2 separate regions of the Mus musculus genome follow, and region 1 is linked to region 2. Evidence: chromatin contacts called from public promoter capture Hi-C data. All regions are on one chromosome and are shown on one strand. Each heading gives the region's core, a stretch centred on a gene start, on an enhancer-like site or on the middle of the called end of the contact. The rest is flanking DNA. Distances are from core to core; before and after follow the strand shown.

Region 1 (3,713 bases), core at 953-3,452, 3.5 Mb before region 2:
AAGGGTATTATGCCACTCACCTCAAGACATGTGTTTGACAAGTTTATTAGTCAGGATTCTTTCAGGGAATAGAAACAATAAATAAACAAGCATTGCAAAAGAGGCTCTATTAGGTTGGCTTACAAGGAGCTGGCTAGTCAATCAGTGGCCATCTGTTTGCCCAAGAGGTTGCAGATCTGATGGCTGCTCATCCCTAGCTAGTGCTGAAGGGTGAGAAGATGCCTGTGAGTTCCTGGTCCCCCATCCACCTCGGAAGTCTGACGAAGCTGCAGTCTGACAGTGATGGCAACAGTAGCAGCATGCAGTGGAGGGGGCAGGAGCTCTGCTGCTCCCTCCCTGGGGTCTCTCTTTGCATCTGGGAACTGCCCACTAGAAGCTTGATTAACCATCAAGGGAGCATCCTCACAGTACTGTGTTTCCTTGGCTACAAGTCCACACCAATTTACCAACAGTTGACACTTTTCTAGTTTCAAATATAGCACTTCTTATCCCAATGGAAAATCAATGGAGGAACACTGGATCCATCAAACACTGGGTCCCCTCTTCCCCGGCCCCCATCTCCCTGACATCTAGAAGAGGTTGTCCAAGGTCACAGAGCATCACTCCCAGCTGCACTGTCCTCTGCCAGCTAACACAGGACCTCTCGAATAGGCCCATCGCTCTGCTTGGCTTACCCTTTACCTTTACCTCAGTTTCTATCAGTCCAGGAAACCCTCCTTGATTGGCCTACTATGTTATGTATACTCTGTAGAACCCTGGCTGGCTCGTTTTCATTATGCCCTGGTTTGCATATGCTTGGCCCAGGGAGTGGCACTATTAGAAAATTTGGTCCTGTTGGAGTAGGTGTGGTCTTGTTGGAGTAGGTGTGTCACTGTGGGTGTGGGCTTTAAAACCATCATCCTAGCTGCCTAGAAGAGAGTTTTCTCCTAACAGCCTTCAGATGAAGTCGTAGAACTCTCAGCTCCTCCTGCACCATGTCTGCCTGGATGCTACCATGCTCCCAACCTTAATGATAATGGACTCAACCTCTGAACCTATAAGTCAGCCCCAATGAAATGTTGTCCTTATACAAGCTGCCTTGGTCATGGAGTCTGTTCACAGCAGTAAAATCCTAAGGCAGCCATAAATGCTTATGTGTATCAGGCTCATCATCTTATTTGGTTGACCGAAAATGATCTTAATAGAAAGATTCTTGCTTCTGTGCTATAATGTCTTGGTTTCCTTACTGTAAGGGCGAGAAGCTGACCTTTTCTTCAGAATGTTAGAAAGGTGGGGGTGAACAGGTGGTTTTGCAGCTTTTAGGGCTGGGGTTAGGAGGAGGCTTCTCTCTTCAACCACAGTTTCCTGGGACTCTTTAAAAGATTCGTCGACCCTCTGACATTTACATGCATTTTTGTGAAGAGTAAAAGGTTCAGACGGGCATTCTCAGTTTGTTAGACACTAGCCACGCGTGGCTATTTACATTTAAGCTCAACTATTGGCTTTGGACCGGCTCCATGTCAAGTATTCAGTGGCCATATAGAGAACATTTCCTTCGCTGTAGAAAGTTATATAATACAGACCATCACTAACTGGTATCATTATTTCGGATTTAATACGCTGATAGGATTTGAGACAGATAGTAGGTTTGTAAAAATGGCTTGCCAACATTCAGAAACGAAAGCTTTATATGATATCTCTGCTTCTTTTAGGAAGCCTTTCTGCCTCTCTCCCATAGGAGCTTGAAAGAACTTCTCCTTATTCACCCCGTCTCCTCCCACAGTCCTCTGGTGTTATCCCATGGATGTTAAGATTGCCTTCTCCCTAACCTAGGGGACCACGCCCATCCTGGCCTCCTTCCAGACTCAAGTGCTCTCCTAACCACAATGCAAATTGTTAACCGGACTTAAATGTTCATCTCTGGGCCAGCCTTGGGCTGAAGTTCGGGCTGTCAGCTGGAAGCTGAGTGGAAGCGCTGCTTTTCTAAAAGCGAAGACGAGCTATCACCCCAAAACATCTGTTGCATTTTCTCAAAGTACTTCTTTCCGGTCTTGCAGAGAACCCTCCAGTCCGCAACCCCCATCATCTGGACCCGCCCCTCGCAACGAGATAGCGGGGAGGGGCCGAAGCGAAACCGGAGCCCGGCGCCCACCACCCTGGCTGGCGACGTGGCTCCGCGGCCCCAGCCTCCCCCGGCGGCGCCGTGGCCAATGGGCGCGTGAGTGGGGCGGCCCGAGCCTCCTCGAGCCAGCCGGGCGCGCCCCTCGCTGGGGAGGGGACAGCGGCAGCGGCGCTGTGAGCCCCCACTGCCCCGCAGCCTCCCTTTGCTCGCGACCATGGCGCGCGGTGGCCGCTTGGGACTCGCCCTGGGGCTGCTGCTGGCGCTGGTGCTGGCGCTGCGGGCCAAGCCCACGGTGCGCAAGGAGCGCGTGGTTCGGCCGGACTCAGAGCTGGGCGAGCGGCCGCCCGAGGACAACCAGAGCTTCCAGTACGATCATGAGGCCTTCCTGGGCAAGGAGGACTCCAAGACCTTCGATCAGCTAAGCCCGGACGAGAGCAAGGAGAGGCTGGGGTGAGGCTGCGGCCCGGGCCGCCCGGGGACCACGCAGGGGCCCATGGCCACCTCAGAGGGAGCCACGCGGGACCACAAGCGCAAAGCGAAAGCGAAATCGCGCCAGTTGGTCTCAGGGGCGAGGCCAGAGCTGAGGCTCAGAGGCACAAAGTTGCCAGCGGGCGCTCAGACCCCCGTGTGGAGGTCGCCACCACACCCGGCCGGGATAGCTTCCCACAGGGAGGCGAGAACGTGGCAGAGGCCTCCGGAGCAGGGAGCGAGAGGGCCCGCCCCCTCATCTAGGTTTCAGCAGAAGTGACTGGAGTGAGCCAGAGTTTGTTGGCTGTGGCCTTTTAGTACCTGGTTCTTTCCCATAGTCCAGAGAGAGGCACTTGAGACTTGCTTAAAAACATCTCAAGATCAAACAAATGTGTAAGAGATGGAGAGGCTTGTTCTTGGCCTGTCTCTAAATCAGGCTGGATGTTCTTGTCCTCTGACCAGTCATCCCAGAAATCAGGTTTTTAAAGGGGCTCATTGGAGCAAGAGGTACAGAGCTGGAAACGGATTCTTTGGCCTCTGCTCCCAGCATTATGGGTGAAGAAGCACTCAGCTTTTTGGCAACTGATTGGGGGCGGAGGGGGCGAGAAAAAAAGAAAACCTGCAAAATGGCTATGGTGGGGCTTTGTGAGTTTAGCCTGGAATCAGGAAACAAACCCGGGCATCATCTCAGTACCCCTACCCTGGTGCCCAGGAGACACTTGACCGTTGTGCAGAGGGACTAGGAGCTAGTGAGGACCAGGTGAAGGCAGGGCTGTGGAGGAACACAGCCATCCTCCCTGTGGGCCACCAGAGCTTCCAGAACCTGCTCCTGGGGGAGGAGGATCTTCGAGTTCTGCTACAGTTGAAAAGAACACAGCCATCTCTGTTCGACAAAGGGGCCAGGGCATTCAGCAGGACAGGATTAATGATACCCATTGTGTAGGTGAATACCTGCCTGTTGTGATAAAAAAGACCTTTGGACTTCAAAGTCACCTCCAAACAGTGTCCTTTATTTGGTAGGGAAGCACTTTCTCTTCTTTTTTGGGACTTTTAACAATAGGGACCATTGATAAATTCACACCATTGTACTGCTCTGAGGCCTGGAGACTGATTTATTCTGGGGTCCCTGGTTGCAGCCATTCTG
Region 2 (3,455 bases), core at 75-2,574:
TATTGTTCTGTAGATATCCAGGAAGTCACCATTAAGGAACATGGGACAAAAATCTCTCTGCATTATTTCCCACAACTACAGGAGATATTATAGTTAGCTTTTAATAAAGTGTATTTAAACAATAGAGCAGTGAAAATGAGCTATTGCTACAATCATGACTGGAAGCCAGATGTGAACACTGATATGAAGAAGTGTTCCATTTCTGTGGAGTTCAGAGACTGAGTAATAGTACATGGTGTCCGAAGCTATGCACTGTTGGGAAGGCAAGTGAAGTAAGTAACCAGGGAGGCACTGGGGGTACTGGTGTCTCAGTCTGTGGTCTGGTGTTGGCTACATGAGTGTGTAGTCATTAAGGGAATTACTAATGATTTCAGTATGCTATATGTTATTTTCCAAAACTTACCAAGGAAAAGAAAATGTCCCAAGACAAGCAAGCATGGAAAAGGAATGGCTTAAATCAACCACAAGGAAGAGAAAAAGCTGCTAAGGAGAACTCTTGGATCCTAGTCACAGCTCCACTATACTAAAGCCCTTCATAGCTATTTCTTCGGCACATACTGGGTGCCAGGTCTTGTTCTTGTTGGCATAGGCTTGTGAACAATGAAGTCAAAGTGCTCAGGAGTGGACTGAGCAAATGCACACTAGGAAGATGGATAACGGAAAGGGCATTATATGTGTGACTTATAATGACAGTGTCACGAGGATCATTTCTGATCTTCAACTGGATAAGAGAGAAGAAAGGAAAACAAGAAGAAACAGAAATCATGTTCCTCAGAAGAGAACACAAAGACATCCATGGTGTGTGCACACTAGTAATAAGTCCTAAGAGGGAATGCAAAGCCACCCTTCTAAGGAGTAACTCAAACTTTATGACGTCCCTAGAAGTACTAGGGTGACAAGAAGGAGAGAATTTCCCTGAGAGAGGCGTAAAGACTGGGATGAAATGGGAACTGGTGACTGTCACCCAAGTGCTCCAATCTATAAAACCACTCGTGGTCACTAATTCTTGGGTGTATTTACATCGACTATCTGATTTTTACTTCCACCTTAATATCTGGGCGTGATTAATTTTGTTGCTCCTGTTTAAAAGCTCAGAAAGGCTGAACGATTTTCTCAGGGTCACACAAAGAAGCACTGACGCGCGGCGGGTAGGGTGGGAGTGGGACAATGCTCCAAGTCAGGGCCGGTTTATTCCCAATTCTTGCTTTGCACCAAGTCCCAGACCCTAAGACGGTGGCCGCACGCGTCCCCACCCCTTCAAGATACCTTCAGTAGGCTCTGGAGCGCCACGAAATGCTCTGCTGTCAAGGCCGCCATCTTTCTGGAGTCACGTGACAGCCGGAGCAAGCGGAGCGTGCCTCGTGACCCCTCGCAGGACATGCTGGGAGTTGTAGTTCTTCACCGTGGCTGGCGGGAACGGCGTGCAAAGAACCAGGAAGTCTTCCTCCTGTATGACTAAGCTCAAAGACCAGAGGGCTGAGATACTGAGAGAACTCGGATATAGAATGATTTCCAGGGAACAACTGGCTGGACATCCTAGGTCAGGGAAACTGGTTTTGCCTTTGCCCCTCTGGGTAGGCTGGCTGATCTGGTGAATGCACCTGCAGACTTGGCAGACACCTTGGCAACTTAGATGCCCAGAAGAGATCGGCCTACTCACCATCTGGATTTAAATGAAGCTTTGCCTATTTGAATTCTTGGAATTCACACACACACACACACACACACACACACACACGCTCACATGCCTGCAGTACTCCCTAAAAACAAAACAAAACAAAAAAAACAAAAAACAAAAAACAACGCTTCAAGGCATATAGTTTCTTCTCTGTTTGTGGAGAGATAGGAGCCTTTGTAACTAGCCTTATCCAGACAGTCAAGCTAAGTCACTTAGGGTTCTTAGTAACTTTCCTGTGGTCCAAGAAGAGGTCTGGTTTGAAGGGCAGCTGATTAGGAAAGGGGTTAGAAAGGAAGAAGGCGTGTGAAGATATTGACTATCTTAGCTCTGTGCACCTCCGGCACGGTCTCTTCTGTCTGCATTCTTTCCCTTAAAACTGAGTGTTGAGGGTCATGCAGCAAGACCTGCCAACACCTTCCTCAGAGGCAGACCCTCCAGTCTTCAGAGAGTCTGAAAGTGGCAGTCGCTGGGTCAAAGGCTTAACTACAACCTTGCTATGGGTTGAGTCTGAAATCTGTTTTGCAGGTTCATCCTGTGGTCACTTGGACCCTAGCTTTGTGGGACTGCTGAATGTTAGAACCCTTAGGATCTGGGACCTTGCTAGTGAAGGTCTCTAGTGGCAGGCCTTTGGGGGTTATGCTGCTTCTGGTTCTGGCCTGATTGCATGGTGTCTTGTCTGCTGCTGTGTAAGAAGTCTTGGCTGTACATTATTGCCACCCTGCTCTGCCATGTTGGACTACAACTTCTGAAACCATGAACCAGAATAAATCTTCCTCCTCTAAGTTGTTTCCATCTAGTTCCTGTCACAGTGACACACCAGTAACCAATGCACTTGAGAAATTGAAAGCATAACAACTCAACTGAGCCATCCCAGGCTTTCTGGCTTTGAAATATTGTATAAGTCTTTAGGTGTAGCCTTTCCATGTCTTGATTCAAAGTGGCTGCAGGCTGTGAGCTTCCAGAATGAGGTACTAACTACTGTTTGCCAGCTACTAGGGAAAGCTGACATCCAGATGGGGCAATGATGACAGCCAAAGCAGCCATTTCCCCTGGCACTTGCCCTCTTTGCTGGGTACTGTATCTACTTCAACTGCAAGATGGGGAGTGACTCCAACTTCAAGAACAGGCTTCCAGAACTAAGAAAGAAACAGAAACCTGTGAAGGAAGGATCTGGCTTCCCAAGCTACCTGACTTTAAAGATGTCATTCTTCCTTGAATAAACCCAGCCTGGTGGAGGGTTACCAGTGGATAACAGTTACCAGGGATTCAGGGAATGTGCTAAGAGTATAGACCAATCTGATGCATCCTGTTGTCTGGGAGCAGCTTCAGCAGCTGCTGCAAATGCTACCTCAGACTCCACCACCAGTGTTCCAGATGCTGCTAACCAAACTTATAACCATTAGTCAGAGAACTGTAAGTGCTCAGAACTTGGCAGGAGACGATGTGAAGCGTGCCAGATATCAGCCTGATAAAAAGGTCAAGTAAAAAGCTTCCAAAAATTCTAAACTTGGAAGCTGAGCAGCTGTGTAGGAATAAGGGCAGACATGTTTGTTATAGACTGACCAACACTGAAATCTACCAAATTAAAGTTTACTTTGAATGGATTAATTTGCTTTGTTTGTTTATTTATTTATTTATTTTAGTTCCAGTGAAAAGTGCATCTTGACAGAGTATTTTCCTTCATAGATACACTTAAGTTATCAAACTATCACAGATGTCAATTATTTCTTAAGACATGCAATCAACATGTCAGTGCAGCAGAGCACATTCCTTCTAG

What was found. Promoter capture Hi-C pulls out the DNA fragments that hold promoters and counts their contacts.
Region 1: a promoter capture Hi-C map of liver shows a contact between it and region 2, with 3 times the contacts expected there. The contact joins the promoter of Rcn1 here to the promoter of Commd9 in region 2. A contact is called at or near these places in 2 of 39 promoter capture datasets (liver and pre-B cells).

The regions. Positions count from the first base shown.
Region 1 is chr2:105,397,808-105,401,520 of GRCm38.p6, reverse strand. It overlaps Rcn1 (reticulocalbin 1), which reads left to right and starts at 2,202. Exons shown (of 6, transcript NM_009037.2): 1 at 2,202-2,551. The coding sequence starts at 2,316.
Region 2 is chr2:101,884,131-101,887,585 of GRCm38.p6, reverse strand. It overlaps Commd9 (COMM domain containing 9), which reads right to left and starts at 1,324. Exons shown (of 6, transcript NM_029635.3): 1 at 1,267-1,324. The coding sequence starts at 1,317.